3 separate regions of the Mus musculus genome follow, and regions 1 and 2 are each linked to region 3. A link is a contact called in public HiCAR-type and promoter capture Hi-C data. All regions are on one chromosome and are shown on one strand. The core of a region is the stretch at or near the end of the contact, and the rest is flanking DNA. Distances in the headings are between cores, read along the strand shown. Region 1 holds the start of Uvssa (UV stimulated scaffold protein A). Region 2 holds the start of Poln (DNA polymerase N). Region 3 holds the start of Eif2b4 (eukaryotic translation initiation factor 2B, subunit 4 delta).

What was found. Promoter capture Hi-C pulls out the DNA fragments that hold promoters and counts their contacts. HiCAR-type assays count read pairs that join an accessible place to other places.
Region 1: a promoter capture Hi-C map of liver shows a contact between it and region 3, with 4 times the contacts expected there. The contact joins the promoter of Uvssa here to the promoter of Eif2b4 in region 3. A contact is called at or near these places in 2 of 39 promoter capture datasets (hippocampal neurons and liver), 1 of 484 Hi-C or Micro-C datasets (B cells), 2 of 115 datasets of contacts at active chromatin or transcription factors (astrocytes and thymic regulatory T cells) and 2 of 9 other capture datasets (adipose tissue and liver).
Region 2: a HiCAR-type map of astrocytes shows a contact between it and region 3, with 8 times the contacts expected there. The contact joins the promoter of Poln here to the promoter of Eif2b4 in region 3. A contact is called at or near these places in 2 of 39 promoter capture datasets (liver and pre-B cells), 1 of 484 Hi-C or Micro-C datasets (B cells), 1 of 115 datasets of contacts at active chromatin or transcription factors (astrocytes) and 2 of 9 other capture datasets (adipose tissue and liver).

The regions. Positions count from the first base shown.
Region 1 is chr5:33,377,356-33,380,503 of GRCm38.p6, reverse strand. Uvssa (UV stimulated scaffold protein A) reads right to left here and starts at 1,808. Exons shown (of 14, transcript NM_001081101.2): 1 at 1,502-1,808; 2 at 1,179-1,278. The coding sequence starts at 1,276.
Region 2 is chr5:34,167,739-34,171,020 of GRCm38.p6, reverse strand. Poln (DNA polymerase N) reads left to right here and starts at 1,495. Exons shown (of 25, transcript NM_181857.4): 1 at 1,495-1,631. Haus3 (HAUS augmin-like complex, subunit 3) reads left to right here and starts at 1,597. Exons shown (of 5, transcript NM_146159.1): 1 at 1,597-1,631; 2 at 2,578-3,282. The coding sequence starts at 2,708.
Region 3 is chr5:31,191,502-31,194,734 of GRCm38.p6, reverse strand. It overlaps Eif2b4 (eukaryotic translation initiation factor 2B, subunit 4 delta), which reads left to right and starts at 1,596. Exons shown (of 13, transcript NM_010122.2): 1 at 1,596-1,742; 2 at 2,110-2,153; 3 at 2,447-2,582; 4 at 2,988-3,194. The coding sequence starts at 1,712. It overlaps Snx17 (sorting nexin 17), which reads right to left and starts at 1,431. Exons shown (of 15, transcript NM_153680.2): 1 at 1,270-1,431; 2 at 792-866. The coding sequence starts at 1,332.

The DNA of each region.
Region 1 (3,148 bases), core at 559-3,058, 2.2 Mb before region 3:
TGCAATGTGAATACTCTACCACTTCAGAAAGAATCATTTAAGTTCTCTCATTTTATAAACAAAGGCTCATTAGTGACCAAGGCAATGAAGGAATTTTGCTTCTTAACCAAATAAGACTGCCTTGAGTAGCAAGGCAGGGAGCATCACAGTGCTTCCTTCCGAGGGATTAATAAGGATGAGAACGACTACTTTAAAGATTGGGTCCGGGCTGGAGAGATGGCTCAGCGGGTAAGAACACTGACCACTCTTCTGAGGTTCTGAGTTCAAATCTCTGCCACCACATGGCGGATCACAACCATCTGTTATAAGATCTGACGTCCTCTTCTGGTGTCTGAAGACAACTACAGTGTACTTATGTATAAAAATAAATGAATCTTTTAAAAAAATATTGGGTTCTATGATGGTACATGCCTATGACCCCAAAGGAACACTTAAGTGGAAGCAGGAAGATCAGAAATTCACAGCCAGCCTTAGCTACATAGTAAAGAGGTTAACCTGGGCTACATGAGAATCTGTCAGAGAGAGAGAGAGAGAGAGAGAGAGAGAGAGAGAGAGAAGAAGAAGAAGAAGAAGGAGGAGGAGGAGGAGGAGGAGGAGGAGGAGGAGGAGGAGGGAGAGGAGGAGGAGAAGGAGAAATAATAATAATAATAATAATAATAATAATAATGATGATGATGATGATAATAATAGGTAGCTCAGTGGTACAGTTTGCTTGGGGACAGCATGCTTGGGGCTCCTGAGCATCCCTGGGGGTGGGGCGGGGGTGGGGAGGCCAGAGCCACTGACCCAATCATGAACTCTTTACTCCAACGGAAAAGAAGAGGATCTACTTTTACTGACATAGTGTGATAGCTTTATACCTTACAGAAATCGTCAGAGGCACCAAGTTCAGAGTTTGCGCGACATTCTGGACCCAGGTACACCAGGATTACAGCCCCAGAAATCCTTTAGTGGTTCCTGAGACAAGGCCTTACTATGTAGCCCAAGCTGCGGGGAACTCATGCTACTCCCAACTCTACCTCACAACAGGCAAATGCCACCATGCCCTGGTGATCAGATAATTCCTTCCTAGGTAGTGAATGCAGGAGGTGGCAGAGGTGTACAAGAGGGCAGAGGGTCCACAATCTCCACGGTGTGGGTGCTCAGGGGACATTGGCACATTTAGCCTCAATACATACTTGCAAATTTTCTTCAGTTCCTTCATTTTCTGAGCATTGAGTTGGGATTCTCCTGAAGTTGTGAGCTCCTCTATCAACTGTGAAAGTTTCTGATCCATATCTAGAAACAAGGGACGCGGAGATGCTGAGTTAACATACAATAAATACTTCACGGTCTTAGTTTTAAGTTTATGGGGGACTCCAAATACTGGGGATTACGGCAAAGGCCCTAGGGTGTCTCTGTAGGTTGTCTCCCAGGCGAAGAAGGCTAGCCACCACATTCCCACGGAAGGCCATCAAGCCCTTCGGTGATAATTAGCTAAGGTTTTAAAGATGAGACTAACTCCGGCAGTCTTCGGTCAGCTGTGTGGGTGACGTTACCGCGGGCTAAGGGGAAATGTCACTAAATTTTAAGCAAACTGGCCGCACAAGAAACTCGCTCTCTGCAAGCGACAGTCTCTGGACAACTGCGGGGGCGACTGATCCGACCCTGCGGGCCGAGAATCTGACCAGCCACGACCCTCAGTCCGCCGCACTCGCTGCCTCAGGAGACGTAGTACCAGCGTCCCTCAGCCCCGGTGACACGGCCCGCAGGATGCAGCAGCTTGTTTCGCCCACCCCTTCCGGTGTAGACAGAGCTCTCTCTGTTACAGGCCCCAGAGAGCAGCGGGCACACACTCGCGAAGACCCGCGGCGCAGGAGCGGAAGTCACCGCGACGCGCCCGCTCTGGTCCAGTCCCTTTCAGATGAGGCAGCCACCCGTCTCCGTCATTTGCCTGGAGCGGCTCCACAGCGCAGGCGCGAGGACGCGGCAACGCGGTGACGCAACGCTCCTCCAGGGGGCGGGGCAGATCGAGAAGAACTAAGCGCGAGAAAAAGGAGGCGGGAGGGCCCGGCAAGTTCTTAAAGGGGCGGTGGCTTTGGGTCAGGAGTATGAGACTGAGGTGCAGAAAGAAGTTTTGATCTGGGGATCAGTTCTCTGGCCACCAGGAGGCTCGCGGCCTATGTACAGCCTCTGTATATCTGCTAAGAAAGCTCAGAAGGGAATCTGGGCGCAAGTCCGGTTGGGAAGGGTCGGCCCGCCTCCCTGACCGGGTCAGTTGTCCACCCCAGGACAGGCTATGGTGGGAGGCACCGTTGCAAGGCTGCCCTGGGGTAGTGGTGGTTGCACTGATTGGATGTTTTAAAATGTCAGTTCAGTCTCAACGTAGATGATTGTAGAAGATATGTCAGCTCTCGGCTAGAGCTGCTTGCTCCCTTCCTACAGCTTCACAGTGTTCAGGACTCTGGCCTCTACCAACCTCACGCTGCTTCAGCCCAACTCTTGAACGCACAGACCCCGGATACTGCCGCCTTAGCCGGCTCACAACTCGCTCTGCCTTTCCGCTGTCAGCTCCTGCTTCGCTTAGCAAAGGAGAAGCATACACCGGTCTCCCTGTGTATCCGGTTTGGGGTTCGGGTCTGCACCCATAGAGCGGGCATTCAGCCAGTTTGTGTGTCCTGCAGGACGGTCTTGAGCTTCTGGACTAGACTGTTAAAAGCATGGTGTGCCTACTGTCCCACCCACTTACCTACCCTTCCCTGAATCCGGGTCAGTGAACAAAGTCAACTGGACTCCCCCGACACGTCCGTCCCCTCCCCCCCCCTCCCCCGTTCATTTGTGTTGTGTTCAATATGTGAGGATCTGGCAACTCAACTTGTGATGTTTGGAATCTGAGCTCTTCCCACCACCTCTTGGCAGGTCCCAGTCCTCATACACTCGTGAGATTGATCGTGGACTGTAGTTTCTCATTTTACATGCACAGATTGCCCCCACCCATCCCACCCCCAAAATTTAAAGAGAATGAAATGTCTTTAAGATATTATTACATTTTTTTTTATTGGGGGGTTAGAAGGTGGGACCCTCCCTAGTATGATCAGGACAATTTCTGAGAGGTGGTTCTCTCCACCATGTGGGTTCCACTACTCAAACGGAAGTTGCCAGGCTTAGC
Region 2 (3,282 bases), core at 246-2,745, 3.0 Mb before region 3:
CCGCACAGTCTATAAATATCCTCCAGTTCCTCCCACTTTAAAACAAAACAACACCAAAAATCCTCTCAGCCTTGCATTCCCACCCCCTCATCTTGTGTCATTTGGCTCTTTTTCTCTCAGTCTTTGCCGCCTCAGCAAAATTTCCCAAAAGTACTGCCTGCACTTCCTCTGGCCAAAACCCACTCAACGCCAGCTCCCTGCTGAGCCCCTACCTCCAGTTTGGCATCTGGGGTCCTCTTGGGCCAGTCCCCTGATGTCCTAACCACATTAGGCACCATTCTAAGAACTTTTCCCCTGTACTGTTTGTTTTTATTTACTTTCCGGTTTTATTGACCTTCAAAAGGAGGATAAAAGTTAAATAAGAATTAATAGGAAATGTCTTCAACTCAAATTTAAATGATCTGCTTAGAACATTAGTTTTTCTCTCTTTGAAAACATGAATATCTGGGCATGGTGATTCATACCTGTGGCCCCAGCACTTGGAGATGCTAAAGTAGGATCTTGAGTTGAAGCCCAGCCTGGGTAGAGAAGCAAATCCTTGTCTCACAAAACAAATAAGCCCAGGGAAAAAGATCCAGAAAGAATTCTACCTAGTAGCAACTAGACTAGACCCTTGTCTGATACATCACCCTATTTATGATTAGAAGAGGGGAATACTATTTTTTTAATGATCAAAGCCCAGATCTTGTGAATTTATATATCATCTTACAAGAGAGTGGTTAAGTTGCAAATGCTGTCTGATAGAAAAAAATGAACAGATTATGACCCATACAGACAAGTTGTTACCAATGCCAACTGTAACTCCAAAGATCAGTTTTCTGGGACCATAGGACATTAACTAGGCTTGCATCTGAGTTCAGCATTCTGTCTTTCATTGAATGACGGCGGGCATCCTCAGAATGTCTGTACTTCTGAGTTAAATGCATTCTAAAACTGATGTATTTTACACCTTGACATTTTGAAGATGGGATCTTGGAGGGAGTCAGCTTTTGCTTGGAAGTCATCGAGGCCTTGGGAGTTAAGTGATTTTTGTTAAATAACCATTGTAAAAGATTCTATAGCCAACAATCCTACCCTGCAAGAGACCTGATAGGGTCCCAGCTGCTTGTTATTAGCACCAACGCTGGATCACCCTACCAGTGGTGGTGGTAAGAGCTGTTGGGGGAAGAAGGGGTCTGTTCGGCCTCAAACTTCCGGTCCCCTAGTGGTGTCACAGACCGCAAGCCATTCTTAGGACAGGAGGCCTAACTGAACTAGAGGGCCAAATGGCCAAGGCAACAAAGCAGCCGGAAGAGACCCAGACTCCAACTCCCGAGCGGGGGCGGGGTGGGGCGGAGCGAGGGCAGAGCCTATAGTGAGAAAACCAATCCTCTTGAGCCTAGCGGGAAGGACGGCGGGCCAGAGGCGGGGCTAAGGGGCGGTGCGTCCGTCAGGAAAGCCAATCACTTTACCCCGGCTCGTTGAAGGGGGTTGGTCTGCGGGTCCTCCTTCGCTTTCTCCGGGATACCTCGCCGCCTGCGCTGACTTTACGGATGTTGTAATCTGCGCGTGCGCGTCCTGGCACTCCCGTGAGGCACTGCGGCGCGCGCGGTTGGAGGCTGGCAGAGAGCAGTGACTGCGGCTTTCCTGAGGTAAGGGTCTTGTAAGTTCGGGGTTGGCGGGGCCGCCGCTACCCTCCTACAGCCTGCTTGAGGCATCGATAGAGGTCGCTGGGCCCAGGCGCGGGGTGTGCGGGGAGGCTGAGGCTTTGTGCCAGAGGTGGGGGCGGAGGTACGTGGCCGGTCATCCGGCTGGGGTTGGTAGCTTTATTTTTCGGATACTGCGGATAAAACCCAAGGCCTCAATCATACGAGGCAAACGTTAAACCGGAAATACACACTTATCTGTTACCCAGCTTTTAAAAACAGCAATTTGGTACTTTTGTGGGCGTGTTTTATTAGAGCTCTTAAGTGTCATAACTGGATACTCAGAAACAAACCAAAACCAACCCAGAGAGTTTGCTACCAGAGTGTCAAATACATCGTGATTTTAAGACCTGCCATTGTCACTGACCTAAGTTTGGTTCAAGTCGTGGTTCATTGTGTTCTATTCGAAATAAAACTTCTTACTTGATGATTGATGGGTACTTTGAAACTTGTCAATTTGTCCTGGTTTTCTCTGCGTTAGACTGGTTATATCTATAGATTGAGTCCTTTGAGACTGATGGAACGCTGATTGAAGTAAATATTTAGTTGATTCTTCCTTAGAAAGGTAGGCATATTTCTTTTTCCTAACTAGAAACTACAGGGGAAACAGCTATTTTACAAAATGTAATTTATTTTAAGTAATTTCATCATTGGGAAAAAAAATCAGTTTTTTTTTATTGTTATATCTTCATTAATTAGATTCTTCATTACTGTTGTAGTGTCCTAAGCAACACCCTGATTGCTTCTGTTTTGCTTTGTCTTTGTCAGATATTGCACGTGCATCTGCTTTTAACTTAAGTAGTCTCCTGATGTCATCTGATAAAATGATCTGTATATTTAAAATTCATTTGCCTTGTTCATGGTCTAATACTTGTGTTCTTTCCCCCACTAGGAAAACACATTATAGATTGTATTTTTTTTCCTTCTTCTATGGACTTAGCGTAAATATGTTTTTTTCTGTTTGAACTTAGTTTAAAAAAATAGATTCATATCAAATATTTAAAAACAGGAGTAGTTAAACCATGAGTTGTGGAAATGAGTTTGTGGAAACATTGAAAAAAATTGGTTATCCCAAAGCTGATATTCTTAATGGAGAAGATTTTGACTGGCTCTTTGAGGATGTTGAAGATGAGTCATTCTTGAAATGGTTTTGTGGGAATGTGAATGAACAGAATGTATTGTCTGAAAAAGAATTGGAAGCCTTCAGCGATCTCCAGCGATCAGGCAAGCCTATCCTAGAAGGAACAGCATTGGATGAAGTTCTTAGGACCTGTAAAACTTTTGATTTGAAGACATGCAAACTGGATGACAAAGAGATACAGATATTAGAGGATGAGGTTCAAACTCTGCAGAAATTAAATAACTCAAAAATTCAGCGACGGAATAAATACCAGTTAATGGTTTCTGAAACTAGCTACAGGTTTCTGGCATTAAATGCTAAACAAGAGGAGGCCACTAAGAAGCTGAAACAGAAGCAAGGATTCCTAAATTCTGTGAATACTAAGCTCAGTAATGAACTTCAGGGTCTTACTGAGGAAGTTAATAATTTGATGATATTCTTCAGAAATTCTAATTTAAGTGAAAGAACAAATCCAAT
Region 3 (3,233 bases), core at 347-2,846:
ACTCACCCAAGTCCTCCTGGGTTCTTCTAACAACTCTTTAAAAGACGTGTGACAAAAGATGACTTTGGCAGAGTCAGGACCCCCAAAGATCTTAGGTATAAATTCTTGTATGTGTTCATGTGAAGACATTATAGGGTGATTTTTCATGGGGTCCTGGGTCCAGGAGCCCTTTGATTTACATAGCAAGACTGCTCAGTAGAGAACATTTATAGGGAACACTTATGTGCACAGATAATAAAGTCATAGCATACTCAAGTGTGTTGAAGGGACTTTGCTGATCCAAGAATCTACTTTTTATCTGGAGAAACTGAGGCGGGAAGAAATTAACTTGCTCAGGACTGACATCTAGTAGAAACAGGGCTCTCTAGAGATTCACTATCTATACAGAGCTCACTATCTGGTGAGGGGGGAAACATTTGGACATCTTATACACTGATGGGACCAAGAACACACAAGGAAAGCAGCGAATGGTTTGTATTAATCCGGGGAATGAATTCCCAAGTTATAGTTTAGGTGCCAGAAGGAATGTGCTTTGACTAACAGGGTTCAGTTTTTCCATGCAGGGGCAAAGGATGAAAAAGGAGACAGCTCAGAGAAGGAAGGATGTGTGAGTATAGGGAAGTACAGGAACTGTGAGAGACAAGCCGCTCAGAGAGTTTCCGGAAATGTCACGCTAACAAAGTCCACCTTCCACTGTAGCAGTGATTATAGGGTGATGTAATGAAAGGGGATTAATGTCCGTGGGTATGGAAGGGCTTGAAGCTGCATCTAGACAGGGTTGTTAGTCCCACCTGCTCGTGCAGCCCCAGAAGCTGGCTGTAGCGCACCCGACAGTGCAGGACTCCATTCACGTGAATGTTATAGGCCTGAGGACACAAAAGCAGGCAAACATCTCAGGATCGACGTGCAAACCACCTCTTGCCCCAGAAACCTGTCCGGAAGTTGCCTGACATATCCGTCTGCGCAACGCTCCGAGACTTCCCGGGATTTAGCCTGTTTTTCCCCCAGGGCCGGGTTTCAAGCAGAAGGCCCAGTCCCGAGGACACTCGGGCGCTTGTGCGGCAGTATCCCTCCCGGAGATGACAATAGTGCCCACCGCCAGAGCAGTCGCGGCCTGGCCGGGGAAAGAAGAACCTATTGGAGCTTGGGGTGGCTTAAGTACGAAACTGAGACATGAGATGGCTTCCAGTGAGGTTCGAAGGCTGGAGGCCGCTCCGAGAGCTCCGGCCCGTTATCCCCGCCCTGGCCCAGCTTCTAGCACCTCCTCACCACGTAGGCGGAGCCGCCGCTGTCCCCACTGCGGGACTCCGTTTCAGGAATGGAAAAGTGCATGTTCCCTAAGGCAGAGCTCCGTACTACCAGGTTCGCAGCGCCTCTGCTCGCTTGCCTCTGCCACTCAGCGCGTCTCCGCAGCCCAGCTCGCCATTTTGGTGGGCCTGAACTCCGAGGTGGGAAGGCTGTAGGATGACGGCTCTGCGAGCAGCAACCTCGGCATGCTGGGAGCTGTAGTCGAGCGCCGGAGACGCTCCTAATTGGGAACCCAACATCCTTTGGTCCTCACCGCGACCCGTAGTCCTGGGCGGGACCCAGTGCACGCCGGAAGTTGTAGTCCGCTGGGGACTGACTCCGCGGGAGGCATCAGGGGAGCCAGCAGCCCAGGTGGCGCTGTAGTGTGAGTGACCTCGGCGGGAGGAGCCTAGGACCCACAGTCATGGCTGCGGTGGCGGTGGCTGTTCGCGAAGGTGAGTGAAGGGCTAGATGCACCAAGTGGTAGAAGAGCAGATGAACACTGGATCGCTGATGCGGGGTCCGGAGCGCCTTTGGGCCTTGCCGCCGGGTTTCTGCACGTCGCGGGACTCTGGTTTACAAGATCTAGGGCGCAGCAGGGTGCTGCTTGCCGGCTGTTCCCAGAAGGGTGACTGACCCTTTTCCTCCCACGCCTGTCCTTTGATCCTGCCGCGCAGTGCGTCCCCACGCGGATCCCAGAGCGCCTCGCGCCCGGCAGCCGAGCTGTGGTCATGCCAACCCAGCAGCCAGCTGCGCCGACGAGTCTCCCCAAGTCCTCCCGGAGCCTGTCTGGCTCACTCTGTGCCCTGTTTTCTGATGCAGAATCGAGATCCGAGATGAAGACTGAACTTTCTCCTCGGCCCGGGGTAAGTGAGGGAGAGACCTCCTAAGTCGCCTGTCAAGAGCTACACAGAAAGCTGTGTCACCTTCATTTGGCCCCATCTCCCATCCTTTTCAGTTCATCTCTTAGTAGAACTGGGAGATTTTACAGAGCTTAACGGTGTGTGACTATGACTGAAGAAGTTTCTCTCCTTACTTACGTAGACTTGTAACAGAAGTCAGAGAGTGTTAGGAACTTAACCTTGGGGGAATCTAGTAAGCATCTTGATAAACCTTTGGAATGGCCTGGGGTAGAGCAGTTCCCGTGTCTGTGTCTCAGGCAGCAGGGCGGGAGTTGACCCAAGAAGAGAAGCTTCAGCTTCGAAAAGAAAAGAAACAGCAGAAGAAGAAACGGAAGGAGGAAAAGGGGGCAGACCAAGAAATTGGCTCTGCTGTGTCTGCAGCTCAACGGCAAGGTGCGGGGACGCTTTAAACGGCCGGGGGTAGGATGCTGGATGAGGGATTTGCAAAGGGAGATAGAACAAAGTTGGTTTGAGCAAGTACAAAAGCGGTTACTTGGAAGGCAGAGCCTGATGGTGCTGGCTGGTGGTGGCTTACAGCACACCTTTAACCCCAGCACTAAGGCCAAAGCAAAGGCAGGTGGATCTCTGATGAATTCCAGCCTCAGTCAAAAAAGGAAAAAAAAAAAAACTTAGATAAGGTAAAAGGGAAACTAAGGCCAAAGCAAAGACAGGTGGATCTCTGATGAATTCCAGCCTCAGTCAAGAAAGGGAAAAAAAATAGATAAAAGGGAAACTTTGGTTGGGGCAAAGAGATCACCGTCCTAGAGCCCAGGCACCTCTTCCCTCTGTATTTCATAGACCCAATCAGAGAACTCCCAGGACCTGGTAGTCAGCTGGGAGGTACTGCTGGGGAGAAACTTCCAGCTGGCCGGAGTAAGGCAGAACTTCGCGCCGAAAGGAGAGCCAAGCAGGAGGCAGAGCGGGCCCTGAAACAGGCAAGAAAAGGGGAACAAGGAGGCGTCCCTCCTCAGGCCTGCCCCAGCACTGCTGGAGAAACCACCTCAGGTATCTCTCTCCTCTTCATTCTCACACTCCACTTACCCA